Regions from separate parts of the Oryctolagus cuniculus genome. Here region 2 is linked to region 1. A link is a contact called in public Hi-C data. All regions are on one chromosome and are shown on one strand. Each heading gives the region's core, a stretch centred on a gene start, on an enhancer-like site or on the middle of the called end of the contact. The rest is flanking DNA. Distances are from core to core; before and after follow the strand shown. Region 1 has its middle 100 kb from the start of ZNF280D. Region 2 overlaps LOC138844694 (a long non-coding RNA gene).

Region 1 (6,576 bases), core at 1,885-4,384:
CGCTGTGGCATAGTGTGTTAAAGCCCCTACAAGCAGTGACAGCATCCCATATGGGCACTGGTTCGAGTCCTGGCTGCTCTGGGAGAGCAGTACAAGATGGCCCAAGGGCTCGGGTTCCTGTACTTGCATGGGAGACCCAGAAGAAGCTCCTGGTTCCTGGCTTCGGGTCAGCTTAGGTCTGGCTGTTGCAGCCATCGGGGAGTGAACAAGCAGATGGAAACTCTCTCTCTCTCTCTGGCTCCATCTCTTTCCCTGTAACTTCATCTTTCCAATAAATAAAAAAATAAATATTTTTAAAAATATCAAATTTAGTATATTAGTATTTACATATACTTTGATTATTGATAAATGATTTCTATTGTGTTTTCTATTCAACATTCTTAAACTTTCTTTTTTCTTTTTCTCTAATTTTTCTGTTAGGTTGATCTCCCCCCGCTCTGGCCCCCATTCTCCATTTTTCTTTTTACTAAAGGTTACAAGAATCAAGAAGGTATGATTAAAGGGCCGGCGTTGTCGTGTAGCAGGTAAGGCTGCTGCCTACAGTGCCAGCATCCCATAAGGGCACCGGTTCATGTCCCAGCTGCTCCACTTCCGATCCAGCTCTCTGCTGTGGCCTGGGAAAGCAATGAGGATGGTCCAAGTCCTTGGGCCCCTGCAACTGCATGGGAGACCTGGAAGAAGCTCCTGGCTCTTGGCTTCAGATCAGCACAGTTCCTCCGGCCGTTGCGGCCAATTAGAGAGTGGACCAGCAGATGGACGACCTCTCTCTCTCTCTCTCTCATTGTCTCTGTGTAACTCTGCCTTTCAAATAAATAAATAAATCATTTTTTAAAATGAAATTATGATTAAAATGAAAAATACTCCAGTGAGAAATTAAAATCCTTGGCTTCTTAGGGTAGGTGTGTGGTACCTTGGGTGAAGCTGCCACTTAGGAAGACACCTGCGTAGCTTATCAAAGTGCCAGGCATCCGGGGCTGGCCTATGGCAGAGCAGATTAAGCCTCTACCTGTGGTGCCAGCCTTCCATATGGGTGCTGATTTGTGTCCTGGTTGTTTCTCTTTTGATTCAGAAAGCAGTAGAATATGGCCCAAGTGTTTGGGCCCCTGCACCCACGTGGGAGACCTGGAAGAATCTCCCAGTTCCTGGCTTCAGATGGGCCCTGCTCTGGCCATTGCGGCCATTTGGGGAGTTAACTAGAGGATGTAAGACCTTTTTCTCTGTCTTTCCCTCTCTCTGTCTATAATTCTACCTCTCAAATAAATAAATAAAATCTTAAAAAAAAAATGCCAGAGATCAAGTCCTGCCTCTGCTTCTGATCCAGCTCCCTACTATTGTACACCCTGGAAGGCAGCAGATGAAAATTCAAGTTCTTGGGTCTTTGTCACTCATGTGGGTGACCTGGATGGAGTTTCTGGCTCCTGGCTTCCACCTGGCCCACCTCCAGCTTTTGTGAGTATTAGGAGAGTGAACCTGTGGGTGAAAGACCTTTCTGTCTGTCTCCATCTCTGTCTCTTCCTTTCAAATAAATAAATAAATAAACTTAAAAAAACTCTCACATTGGGGGATTGAATTTGTCTACTTTTATTTTTATACAGAGGTACCTCTTCAAATGTTCTCCTCCCAAGACATCCCTTAGATCCCAAAATCTGTAACTCAGGAAGCTCAGGGAGTTTCCTTATGCAATGTCTGAATGTGAACAACCGAAGGTGGCCGGGGCCTGGGCTGGGTTCAGGGCCAGACTGTATTTGCCCAAAGTCAGGGATCATTGCCATAGACAAGGACTCCTGAAGAAAACCTTGAACAAAAACCACTTTGATCATTAGATGAATCAGGGGGTCAACTCAGACTAAATCCACTGTGGCTTTATTTTCTCTCTTTATTCTAAAACCCTTTAAAAATCATTTATTTATTTGACACACACACACAGAGAAAGATACACAAAGAAAGAGCACTGGTTTACTCCCCCAAGTACCTGCAATAGCCAGTGCTGGGCCAAGCTGAAGCTGGGAGCCAAGAATTTAATCCAGGTCTCGGATATGGGTGTCAGGGTCCCGAGTACTTGAACTATCATCTGCTAACTCCCAGGGTGTGCATTAGCAGGAAGCTGGATTCAAGAATGTAGCCAGGGCTCAAACCCAGGTACTTCGATATGAGATGTGGGCAACAATTGCCCCGGACTATCTTTCTTTTGTTTTGTTTTTAAAAATTTATTTATTAGAAAGTCCAAGTTACACACAGAGAGAAGGAGAGGGAGAGAGAAGGAGAGGCAGAGAGAGGGAGAGGGAGAGGGAGAGGGAGAGGGAGAGGGAGAGGGAGAGGGAGAGGGAGAGGGAGACTTCCATTTGCTGGTTAACTGCCCAATTGACCAAAATGCCTGGAGCTGCGCCTATCCGAAGTCAGGAGCTTCTTCCAGGTCTCACACATGGGTGCAGGTGCCCAAGCACTTGGGCCATCTTCCACTGCTTTCCCAGGCCATAGCAGAGAGCTGGATCAGAAGAGCAACAGCCGAGACTTGAACTGGGGCCCATACAGGATGCCGGCACTGCTGGCAGGGGCTTTAACCTGATGCAATATAGCGCCGGCCCCTATCTTTCTTTCTTTTGTACTCAGTTATTCATTTAAAAATAATTTTATTGTATTTTACCAGCATTTCTGTGTGTAAGTACCAATCTGCTACATTCTAAAAAGCGGTGGGCGTTAATTTACTTATCTTACAGAATGTTTACAAGTTCCAAGTCTCACCTTCCACCTCAGATCTTTCTGTTTTTGTCTGGTCTCCTAAGTTTTTGTTTAGTTGCCTTACAAACAGGTTCTTTTTCTCCGCGTTGCTCCTCTGAATTGATGATTCATTCTGAAGTGCTGAGTGCCTGTTGTTCTAGCCTTTCCTCAAACTCCCTTGTCTCCCTGATGGAGGCAGTTAAGCCCTCCCCTGTGTGCAGGCTCCTGGACAACCTGCTTCACTCGTGTCCGGAGTCCAGGTAAGAAGCTGGACGAGATTCCCCTGGCTGAAACTCCTGGATGTGTTGCCTTTCCCTGTCCCCCAACAGTTTCTAAAATGAAAGCCATGACAGGTCTCAGCCTTTCTGGCAGGACATCCCTCTGGCTCTGATGGAGACATACGCAACTGGAAGCGGCGGACATGCCCAGACCTTCCAGCTGTAGGCTTTCCAATACATCATGTTGGGGCCCTTATTCCCTGTTGCTGCTTTTTGGCGAGGCAGCTCCCTCTAGCCACAGGCATTCCTTGGGCAGCTGTCTGAGTTAACATCTGAGCTTGGCCAGCACTAGTGCAGCTGTGGGCTCTGGCATTGCTGCTCCTGAGTAAATTCCCCACTAAGCCCGCAGAGCTGACTTGATTTCTCTTTTGGGTGTGATTATCTTACAACAAGGCCAGTTATATAGGTGTGAGATGTATGCAGTCACATTGGGACCTGCACTCAGAAGATCCTGTACTTGATTCATGCTATGCTATTGCTGTCTTGAAATTTTAAATACTTTTTGAATAAAATTTTGCACTGTTCTCCATAAATTCTGTAGCTTCTCCTTAGGAGAAATAGAGAACATCACTGGCATTTGGGGAAGTGGGTGAGGCTTATTGACTAATCTGGCTTCTTGGGAGTCCAGAACAACCACAACATCGAGTAATTGTTTAAAAATATATTTTCAGATGCAGTACCACATCCTGAAGAACGTATTCTTATGGAAAGCTTCCCAACCCTCTAAATAAACTTTTTTGGTGCTTCAAGAAAAAGAGAGAAGGGTAGACATCCTCTAGAATAGTTGCTCAATGTAAATTTTTGTGATGACATTAATGTTCTACACCTTTGTTGTGCAACATGGCAGCCACTACTGACAGCTACTGAAAACTTGTTTTGTGGCTAATATTAATTTTTAATTTATTTTAATTATTTTAAGGTTATGGTTAAATAACTACATGGGGCTAGTAGCTACCATGTCTGACAGCATAGCTCTAGAACAACAAAGTAATTTCTGATCTTTGTGCTTTGATTACATTTTTTCACTTGTTCCACAGCAAAGCAGCTATGTTTTATAGAGAAAGGATTTTCTAAATTCAGATTTAAGGCACATCAACCTAATAGGGGTAGAGGGAGGACTCGAATCATAGTATTTTTTCTTAAGTGTAGAGAAAATATCCTTTCCATTCATGAAAGCTAGGTCATGAGGCTTGTGGTGCTAGCCTACAAGGGAGAGATTACATGGATGAATGACTCGTCTAAAGACTGCTCTTTCCAGTTCCAGGGATTACCAAAGAAATAAGGAAGGTAAACAGGAGGCATGAAGGTCAGAGGCCAGAGTCCTGGCAAGGAGTGGTGGTGAGGAGGTGGAGGTGGGAGGAAGGTTGATGGATGAACTTGAGCCATCACTCCTGGGTCCTGTGACCTTGGTGTTGTATAGGAGTTCTAGCAAGTCTCACATGTTCTGATGAGACACAGAGATTTTGAGAGCACAGGGTATATCAGAGGGTTCTGGTCAAAACAAAGATGTAGCTGAGTAAGAAATTTTCAGATGACCAGAACAACAAATTCCAGAGATAATGACTTTGTGTCAAAAGGCCAGACCAGAAAAAAACCATACTTCATAGGTCACCAGCCCAGGGACCAGAAAATCAAACCTCCGCCATTGACCCATAGGATCCAGATAGTACAATCTCTGCTGGCTCGAGTCATTTAAACTTTTACAGATCCCATACACTTGAAGGAGATAGAGAAATGGAAAGACTTAATCTTTTATTTAAAGAAACTAAAGAGAATTCACATAAAGGGGTCATCTGAATTACGGAACTGAACTTAATTTGACAGCATACGATAAAATGTAGGGTTCTTTCCCTCAATTCCCCATGGATGGATGAGTGAACACGTTATGGAGAAATAAGTTGCAATGTTTTTGTATATCAGAGTACCGAGTGACTGATTTGTGACCCCACTGTAAATATGTTTGGCTTCCTGCCAAACCATATATGGACAGCAATTTTATTCATAAGCTTTGGCAGAGGGGGACTACACAGAGGGCAAAGAAAGACACTAAACTACTCTATTATTGAATCTGGGAGCCACCACACCAGCATCATGACCGAATTTAACCCATAGATGCCCTTTCTTTAAAGATACCAGCAGCTATGCTTGGCCAAGGACATTTTGAGTTTATGTGGAAGAGAGTTTTTCTTATTATCACATACCCAGGCATGGAGGAGGTTGTACATACCCCAGCCTACCGGTCCAAGAGCTTTGAGCTCAATAGGAGAGGGATATTCTCACAGTATAGTGTCATTTTGCCGGACCAATGCCCTAGTCATCTTTTGTGTTTAATGAATCACATCTGGGATCAAGGAGGCAAGGTCTACTTGGACAAAATCCTAGCATATTTATCTGGATCTCACACACAACTGGTCCCTTGTCCATACAGTCCTCTATGAACTATACCACCACCTGCAGGCCAATCCTGAAAAGTACATGTATCAGAAAATGGAGGAATTTCTAGACCGCATTCTGTCCAGCAAAGATATCTGCATTAGGCTTCTAGTATTCATAGACCTAGAGTAAGAATATACACAACTCATCAAATATAGATTATTTATCAATTCCTAAATTCACTGGAAACTTAACATTTCTTCTTCTTGGCTGTTAAAATAATTAACAGACTTTCTCACAAAGAAAGGAGGCTTTTCTTGGTTCTTAAATGCAGATCTAGCCTTCTTTCTTTATTTATTTGAAAGGCAGAGTTACAGAAATAAGGAGACACAGAGATCATTGGTTTACTTCCCAAATAGCCACAATGGCTTGTGCTGGGTCAGGCCAAAACAAGAGCCAGGAGTTTCATCAAGGTCTTCCAAATGAGTGAAGGAGTCCAAGCACTTATACCATCTACTGCTGCTTTTCCAGGCACATTAGCAGAGATATTGATTGGAAGTGGAGCAGTCAGGACTCAAACTGGTGCCCATATGGGATGTCAGCACTACAGGCAGTAGTTTAAACCCTGCTATGCCACAGTGTAGATCCAGCCTTCTAACAAGCCTTGCTTAATTCCCCCAACCTTTCCCTAATCCACCAGACCCAGGTCAGTCCATGTGAATGTCTACAACCATTGAGAGGGGAACATTCAACCCCAGGAGGACCCAGTGCTGATGACTCTACTTCTTGGTTTTCTACTCTAAGAAAGTGGCTTTTGGATGAGTTTAATTGTTCACCCTCTTTGGGAACAAAAATCACTTTTTCTAGAGGTTGGACTGGCTAAACTAGATGCAAAAATTCAGTTTTCCCAAGAATCACTTTCCTCGGCACTTTACATTTACCATTTTATACTCAATCCTGGAAGTCAGAAAACCACGAGGGAAAACTACAGCACCAATCCCAGAAGTCATGTGGTGGGAATTGTGAGGATACCCAGTCTAGTCATCACTGATAGAGGTAATCAGGCCAGGCAGGGGTCCCCACAATTGGAATATTATGAAATTTAGGTGTAAGAGGAATGAAATGGTCAAAAATGAGCCTTTAGTTTATGCCCTGAGCTACTAGACGAATGGTACAGTGGAGAAAACTGTGGGAGAAACAGGTTTGG
Region 2 (6,576 bases), core at 1,162-3,661, 550 kb before region 1:
CTTCGCAAAGAGAAATTGGAAGGGCTGGCAATGTGGCACAGCAGGTGAGGCCACTGCTTGTGACACCAGCATCCCATATTGGTGCCAGTTCATGTCCTGGCTGCTCAACTGCCAATGCAGCTCCCTGCTAATGGCCTGGGAAAAGCTATAGAAGACGGCCCAAGTATTCAGGCCCCTGCCACCCACGACGGAGACCTGATGGAGCTCCTGGCTTCCATCTGGCTCAGCCCTGGCCATTGCGGCCATCTGGGGAGTGAACCAGCAATTGGAAGGTCTCTCTTTTTCTCATCTCTCCTTCTCTCAGTAGCTGATCCAAATGAATAAATCTTTTAAAAAAGAGAGAACTTGGAGCATCTAATGAAGAGAGAGGAGATAGTGCCTTGCAGGCAAACTGAGTAGGGGGATGGAATGAGGAAAGAAGCAAGGAGGAAAAGGACATTAGTGCCTACTGTGTGCCAGCCCTGTCACCCATTGACTCCATCCTCGTGAATACTCAGCAAGGTAGGTGTATTATCTGCACTTCATGGATGAGAAAACCCAGGCTCAGCAGGGTTGGGGGTAACTGATTAGTGGTGGCCCTGGCTCCCTGTCCCACAGGCTGCCCCTGTGCCATACTGACTCTGCAAATTCAGGAGCCCTCATTTGGTCTAAGGAAAGTGGCTGTCTGCCCAAGAATTCTCTGAGACGATTCCAGAAGACACAGCTGAGCAACTCTCAGGAACAAGCCTCCTGGCCCCAGCGTCTGAGACACAGAATGAGGCAGCAGCAGAACCAGCAAGAAAGTGCAGGCTCACTCCCAAGGGTCTGGCCAGAGAACAGCTGGGTGGTGACGTGTGAACCAGCACAGGCTCAGCAAGGATGTGTGGAGCGAATTCCTAAATCTAAGATGGGAAATGACCGAGAAGCTTCCTCCGAGAGGATATGGGCTAGGGGAGGGGAGCAGAGTCCCAGCGCAGCAGTTAGGACACCATGGGGACACCCAGAGCCCGAATCAGAGTCTGGGTTTGAACCCCAGCTGCACTTCTCGTTTCGGCGTCCTGCTAACGTGCACCCTGGGAGACAGAAGACAATTCAAGACTCGGATCCTGCCACCCTCCTGGGAGACCCGGACTGTGGCCAGCTCCTGGTTTCTACCTGGCCTAGCTTCAGCTGTTGTATGTATTTGGGGAGTGAACCAGCCGATGGACCTCTATGTGTCTCTCTGCTTCTGTCTCTTTGCCTTTCAAATAAAAATGAATTTTAAAAAGAGCAAAAAGAATCTAAGAATGATTTCCACTAGTGCTTCCTATTTGTGTAGAACTTTTGTTATTTTTTTAAGATATATTTTATTTACTCGAGAAGCAGAATTACAGAGAGGGAGAGACAGAGAGGTCTTCCATCTGCTGGTTCACTCCCCAACCGACCGCAGAGGCTGGAGCGGCGCCCATGTGAGATGCCGGCACCGCAGGTGGAGACAACCTATCACGCCACAGCGCGGGCCCCTTGTGTAAGCTTTTAAGTTTGTGTGGCACTGTTATGCCTGCACTCTCATCTTACTCACATTCACAGTCCTGCGAGGTGAGGGGTAGGTAAGGGGTTCATGCTTCCACCTGACAGACAAGAAAGCTGAGGCTCAGGAGAGCAGGCAGAGGGCAGCACTGGGCCTGACACTGGCTGATGGACAGAGTTCCTTACTTCTTCATACTCGGCAAGCGGCGCGATCTGTGCTCTGGAGACACCTCTAGGACCAGCTGTTCACCCCAGTAATGCCTGGCAGAATAGAACTCCGTCTCCCGCACCAGTCACAGTGTCTCCTCCAACTGCCATCTAGTTTCCGGACTGATCGTAAGTCACCATCCACAGATTTCAAAGGCTTTACACACCAGACAGGCACCGTGTCAGGGGAAAACTTTCCAGTACGCCAAGAGACACCAAAGTCACACTGACCAGATTTCGGTGACTTCATATGAGAGCTATCTTCTGCCCAGGCAGTTTCCAGAATTTACCCAGAGGTCATTTGGAACCACAAGCAAATGACTATTTAGTAAATTGACCCTGGCATTGACAGTAAATTTAACACCAGCACATCTTCCCAGTGACCTCATTTGTTGAGTCAAACTTAATTCTATCACATTCCCTCGGAGCGCAAAGCTCCAAGGCCCTGGGTGGCGAGGCTCCCAGGCACTCCCAGCCCGGGTGCTGCCCTCAGCGGCCTCGGGTGATGGGAAAATCTCTTGTCAGTCCGCACAGGCACCTTCACCGCAGTCAGCGATCCATGGTTAACTTGGGGGGTATGCTGTCGTCAAATGCTGGTAGGGCTGAGTAAAGCAGAAATTAATCTGAGGGGGAAAAATTCAGAAATCTCCGGCAGAGACAGGGAGCCCACTCAGGGCCGCTGAGATGGAGGGCTCCGTGACTTCTGTTACTGACCGCACCAGGACTGGCAATGGGCTGGTCACAAAGCTCGTTACTGCCTTACTTCGGCGACAGGGCCAACAGGCACTTCTAAGACAGAAGACAGAGAGTGCGGGAGTCACTGGTAAAGATAAGGAGGAAAGAACCAAGGAGATAAGTTAAAATAAATAAGCACTTTGGGGCTCACTTCAGCTAAACAACTCTTTTTAATTAAGAAAGAAATTTAAAGCATGAGAGGAGAAAAGGGGCTTAAAGACAATTTCTGGCACTGTGAGGTATTTCAGGAAAGAATTAGGGCAACCAAGGATTATTATTTTCTTAAGCTTTTGATTGAAATCTCAGACTTTCATTCCTGCTGCAGTTAGAAAACCAAGAGGCCAGGGCTCAATGGGAAGGAAAGGCCAAAACAACCCCGGGGCTACTGCAACTGCCGGGGGAGCACTGGAGGAAGCTCCCACCCGGTCCCTTGACGAACCCCAGTTTCCCTGAGGGAGTCCACAGCTCGGCCCCAGGGCACAGCACCCAGTCCTTCTCGTGTGTTCTCTGCGGCTGCTCTCATTCCAGCCTTCACGATGGCAGCGCTCCATCGCACACCGGCCAGGGATGGCTGGCTGGTAGCCACGCGTGACTCACCTCTCCAGCAGGAGCACAGCCTGCCCAGGGCAGAGCCCACCGCTTCTCCTCTACAAACATGCACACACACAAGGCTGCTGCTTTCGGCTTGTGTACCATACAGGTAATGTAACTCCCTGACAGGTAAGAAAGAGTGCATTAACGTCTCAAACCTTTTTTTTTTTTTTTTTTTTGACATTCCGGTTTTATTTTATCATTGGAAAAAAATCTCTGGGCTGTGTAGCAGGGCTCGTTGGAGTCCCCACGATGGAGTGTTATAGACACATTACAAAAAATAAGGAAGTCCAGTGGCGTTGTGGTACAATGGATTACTCTGCCTCTTGGGACACCCACACCCCACATCAGAGTGCTACTCTGAGTGCTGGCTACTCTGCTGCTGACCCAGCTTCCTGCTAATGCACCAGTGAACTCGGACTATGGGTGCCGTATGATATCACTGTGTGCTTATTAATAAATTCCCAATATTAATAAGCCCGTGTGGGTTCCTACTATTTAGAGAAGAATTCTGAATACCGGCATAAATGAACAAGGCAGCTTGATATGTTTGAAGCTTTTATTCAGTGAGAAAGATGCACAGGAGAGTGAGGGCCCTTATCTAAAAGGAGAGGGAAATCTGGATTCATACCAAGCACCAGGAGCCAGCCACGTGGAGGAGCACCCAAGCCAGGAAGCATGGGGCAGGTGGCCCAAAGGCCATGTGCCCTGGAGGTGCAGGGCCACGGCCCACAATGGCAAGAAGCCAAAGAGGAAAAAAAGGGCTGGGCACATCATGTCACTGGCTTTTAATCCACCCTCAGGAGAGTGGTTAATTAACCTGATTGGCCGGGGGCACACAGGTGTGGTCAGGTAGGGGCATGAGGTCACACAGGGGCGTGGTGAAGGCGTGGTCTTCAGCTCACAAACCTAATCAATTTTATTCTATTTGCCTGCTTCCAACACCAGGGAGTCAGCAATGATGGTTCAAGCACCTGAGTCTCTGCTACCCATGTAGGAGACTTGTACTGAGTGCCCCATTCCGGCTTCAGCCTGGCCCAGCCTGAGCTGTTGCGGGCATTTGGGTACTGAACCAGTGAATGGGACATTTCTGTCTCTCTTTCTCCCTCTCCCTGCCCCTACCACTCTGCCTTTCAAATATATAAATAAAAATATTTTTAAAAAAATAAAATGATGAGGGGCTGGTGCTGTGATGTGGTGGGTTAAGCCTCCGCCTGTGGCACTGGCACCAGGTTCGTGTCCTGGTTGCTCCTTTTCCATTCCAGCTCTCTGCTATGGCCTGGGAAAGCAGTGGAAGATGGCCGTTGCTGCCATTTGGGGAGTGGACCAGCAGATGGAAGATCTCGCCTGCTTTCTCTGTATCCCTGCCTTTCAAATAAATAAATGAATCTTTAAAATAAAAAATCTAAATCTATGCACCCAGAAGTAGTTCCACAATGTATTGTTCAGTGAGCAAAACAAGTGGCAGAGAACTATATAGAGTATGACTCAATTTCTGCAAACAGCAACAAAAAGGAATGATACCTTTATGTGTAATATGCTTATTTATTTAAGTGGTTATTTATTTTCATCTACTTCAAAGGTGGGGGTGGGAGAGAGACAGACAGAGATAAGATCTTCCTTCCATAGGTTCACTCCCCAAATAAAGCAATAGGACAAAGCTGAAGCCAGGAGCCAGGAACTCCACCATCTGGGTCTCCCACATGGGTAACAGGGACCAAATTACTTGAGTCATCACCTGCCTCCTGGATGCACTAGCAGGAAGCTGGGTTAGAAGAGGAGTAGCCAGGGGCCAGCGTTGTGGTGTAGCAGGTCAAACCTCCGCCTGCGACACTGGCACCCATATGGGTACTGCTTTGAGTCCCAGCTGCTCCACTTCCGATCCAGCTCTCTGCTTATGTCCTGGGAAAGCAGTGGAAGATGGCCCAAGTGCTTGAGTCCCTACACCCACGTGGGAGACCTGGAAGAAGCTCCTGGCTTCAGCCCAGCTGTTGTGGCCATTTGAGAAGTAAGCCAACAGATGGAAGATCTCTCTGTCTCTCCTCCTCTCTAACTCTGCCTTTTAAATAAATTTTAAAAATATCTTTCAAAATAAAAAAAGAATACTAGCTGGGACTCAAACAGGTAATGAATACAGGATGCAGGTGTCCCAAGTGGCAGCTTAAACCGCTATGCCACAACACCTACCCCTTAGTAAGTTTAAATGAACACAGAGGAAAAACACAGTGGTCTCCACTAGCTGTCAGGGAAAGGGACTGAAGGAGTTTAAGAAACAATGTTTTGAAGCCAGTGTTTCTAAACAAGCTCAAAGACCTATAAATTAGTGTAGCCATTGCAGGCTCTCACCAAAGGAAGATTAAAACGCACGCAAAACGCACGCACCCTCAAAGGTCACCCTGGAAGCTTTAAAGTAACCGTGATACAAACACATTGAGAGCCCCTCCTCCCTCTACACAGGTCAGAGGGACGCCGGGGCAGGAACTCTGAGAACGAGGGGTAGCCCCTATTTTCAGGGGGCTCGCTAAAGGGACAGGTGCTAGTAGCCCCTGCTCCTCCCTACTTTGTCCTTCCTCCACGCCATCCTCACCTCTTGCCTCGGGTTTCTTTCCCCCTCCCTCCCCATCTTCCTGTGCCGCCTCCTCCTCCACTTTGGGCTGTGGTGTGGTCTGTTCTTCACGCAGGCCGTGTCATCCAGAGACCTCAATGAGGAGCGCTGTCTTTCTACCTTCCCAGGATCTGGTGAGATGTGACTTTTCTCCAAAGTCCCAACATCTGTCACCCCCAAAACCAGGCCTGGAATCCAACTCCCCAGACTTGAAGTAGAACCTTTCTCTCCTGCATCAGGAGGCTGGAGACCACCGCTGATTGCTGAGGGTCGGGCATGAGCTCCACCCGACCCCCCAAGCCTGTCTGCCTCATGAAAGCAAGCCGCCTCCGGGAGCCCAGCCCTACAGCTCCGCATCCCTCATTCTCTTGTTCCAGCGCTCACTGTGGCCTGGGGAGCACTTAGTGCTGGTACTCAGCGCTTTGGGGGGTGGCTCCCTCCAAACAAACTGACCGGTCCTCTGGCCACATGGTGCGCTGCCTGGGGACACGCGTTGTCCCTGAGTAAGGGCAGCTTGCTGTGAGAATTCAGAGGGGCTGCAGGCTCCCAGGGGGACACTCTTTTCAAGTGAAATGAAGGAGCACGTCAATCAGATGTCAGTGTGACTTTAGCTCTTGGTTATTCTTTCTCCTCCTTGCTCCTCCCAGCCAACCTCCTCTGCCCTTTATCAGAAAAATGTTTGTTCACCAAAGTTCTCCTCCTGGCTTCTCCTCTTGCCTCTAGGTGCTTAGAAGGCCTGGCTTCGGGACCTAACTCTGCCACTTGCTTACAATGGGGCCCTAGAAGAGTCCCTACCCCCTACGCACCTCAGTTTCCAATCTGCACCAATAACCCTAGGATTCCAGGAAAGCCAATGCAGGCAAAGTCCTCCGTCTGGCCAGTCACAAGGCAGATGAATACGCAATTGTTAGGTGACATACTCAGGCTAGTAACCCTGGCCAGCCAGCTAG

Evidence for each region. A called contact is a pair of places that touch in the nucleus more often than the background predicts.
Region 2: a contact with region 1 is called in a Hi-C map of skin fibroblasts, with 2.4 times the contacts expected there. The contact joins two enhancer-like sites. A contact is called at or near these places in 5 of 6 Hi-C or Micro-C datasets (ear pinna, embryonic fibroblasts, psoas muscle and 2 more).

Annotation. Positions count from the first base shown.
Region 1 is chr12:79,572,684-79,579,259 of mOryCun1.1, reverse strand. No RefSeq gene overlaps it. Among named protein-coding and RNA genes, the nearest start is that of ZNF280D, 100 kb to the right of the region's middle. Within about 2 kb of position 3,134, at least 2 of the 8 cell types and tissues checked have an H3K27ac peak or open chromatin away from gene starts, as enhancers often do. A contact at or near this core is called in ear pinna, where this site is marked.
Region 2 is chr12:80,124,091-80,130,666 of mOryCun1.1, reverse strand. LOC138844694 (a long non-coding RNA gene) reads right to left here. Exons shown (of 2, transcript XR_011380920.1): 2 at 3,038-6,576. LOC138844693 (a long non-coding RNA gene) reads left to right here. Exons shown (of 2, transcript XR_011380919.1): 1 at 1-3,130; 2 at 4,287-4,434. Among named protein-coding and RNA genes, the nearest start is that of CGNL1, 49 kb to the left of the region's middle. Within about 2 kb of position 2,411, at least 3 of the 8 cell types and tissues checked have an H3K27ac peak or open chromatin away from gene starts, as enhancers often do. A contact at or near this core is called in ear pinna, where this site is marked.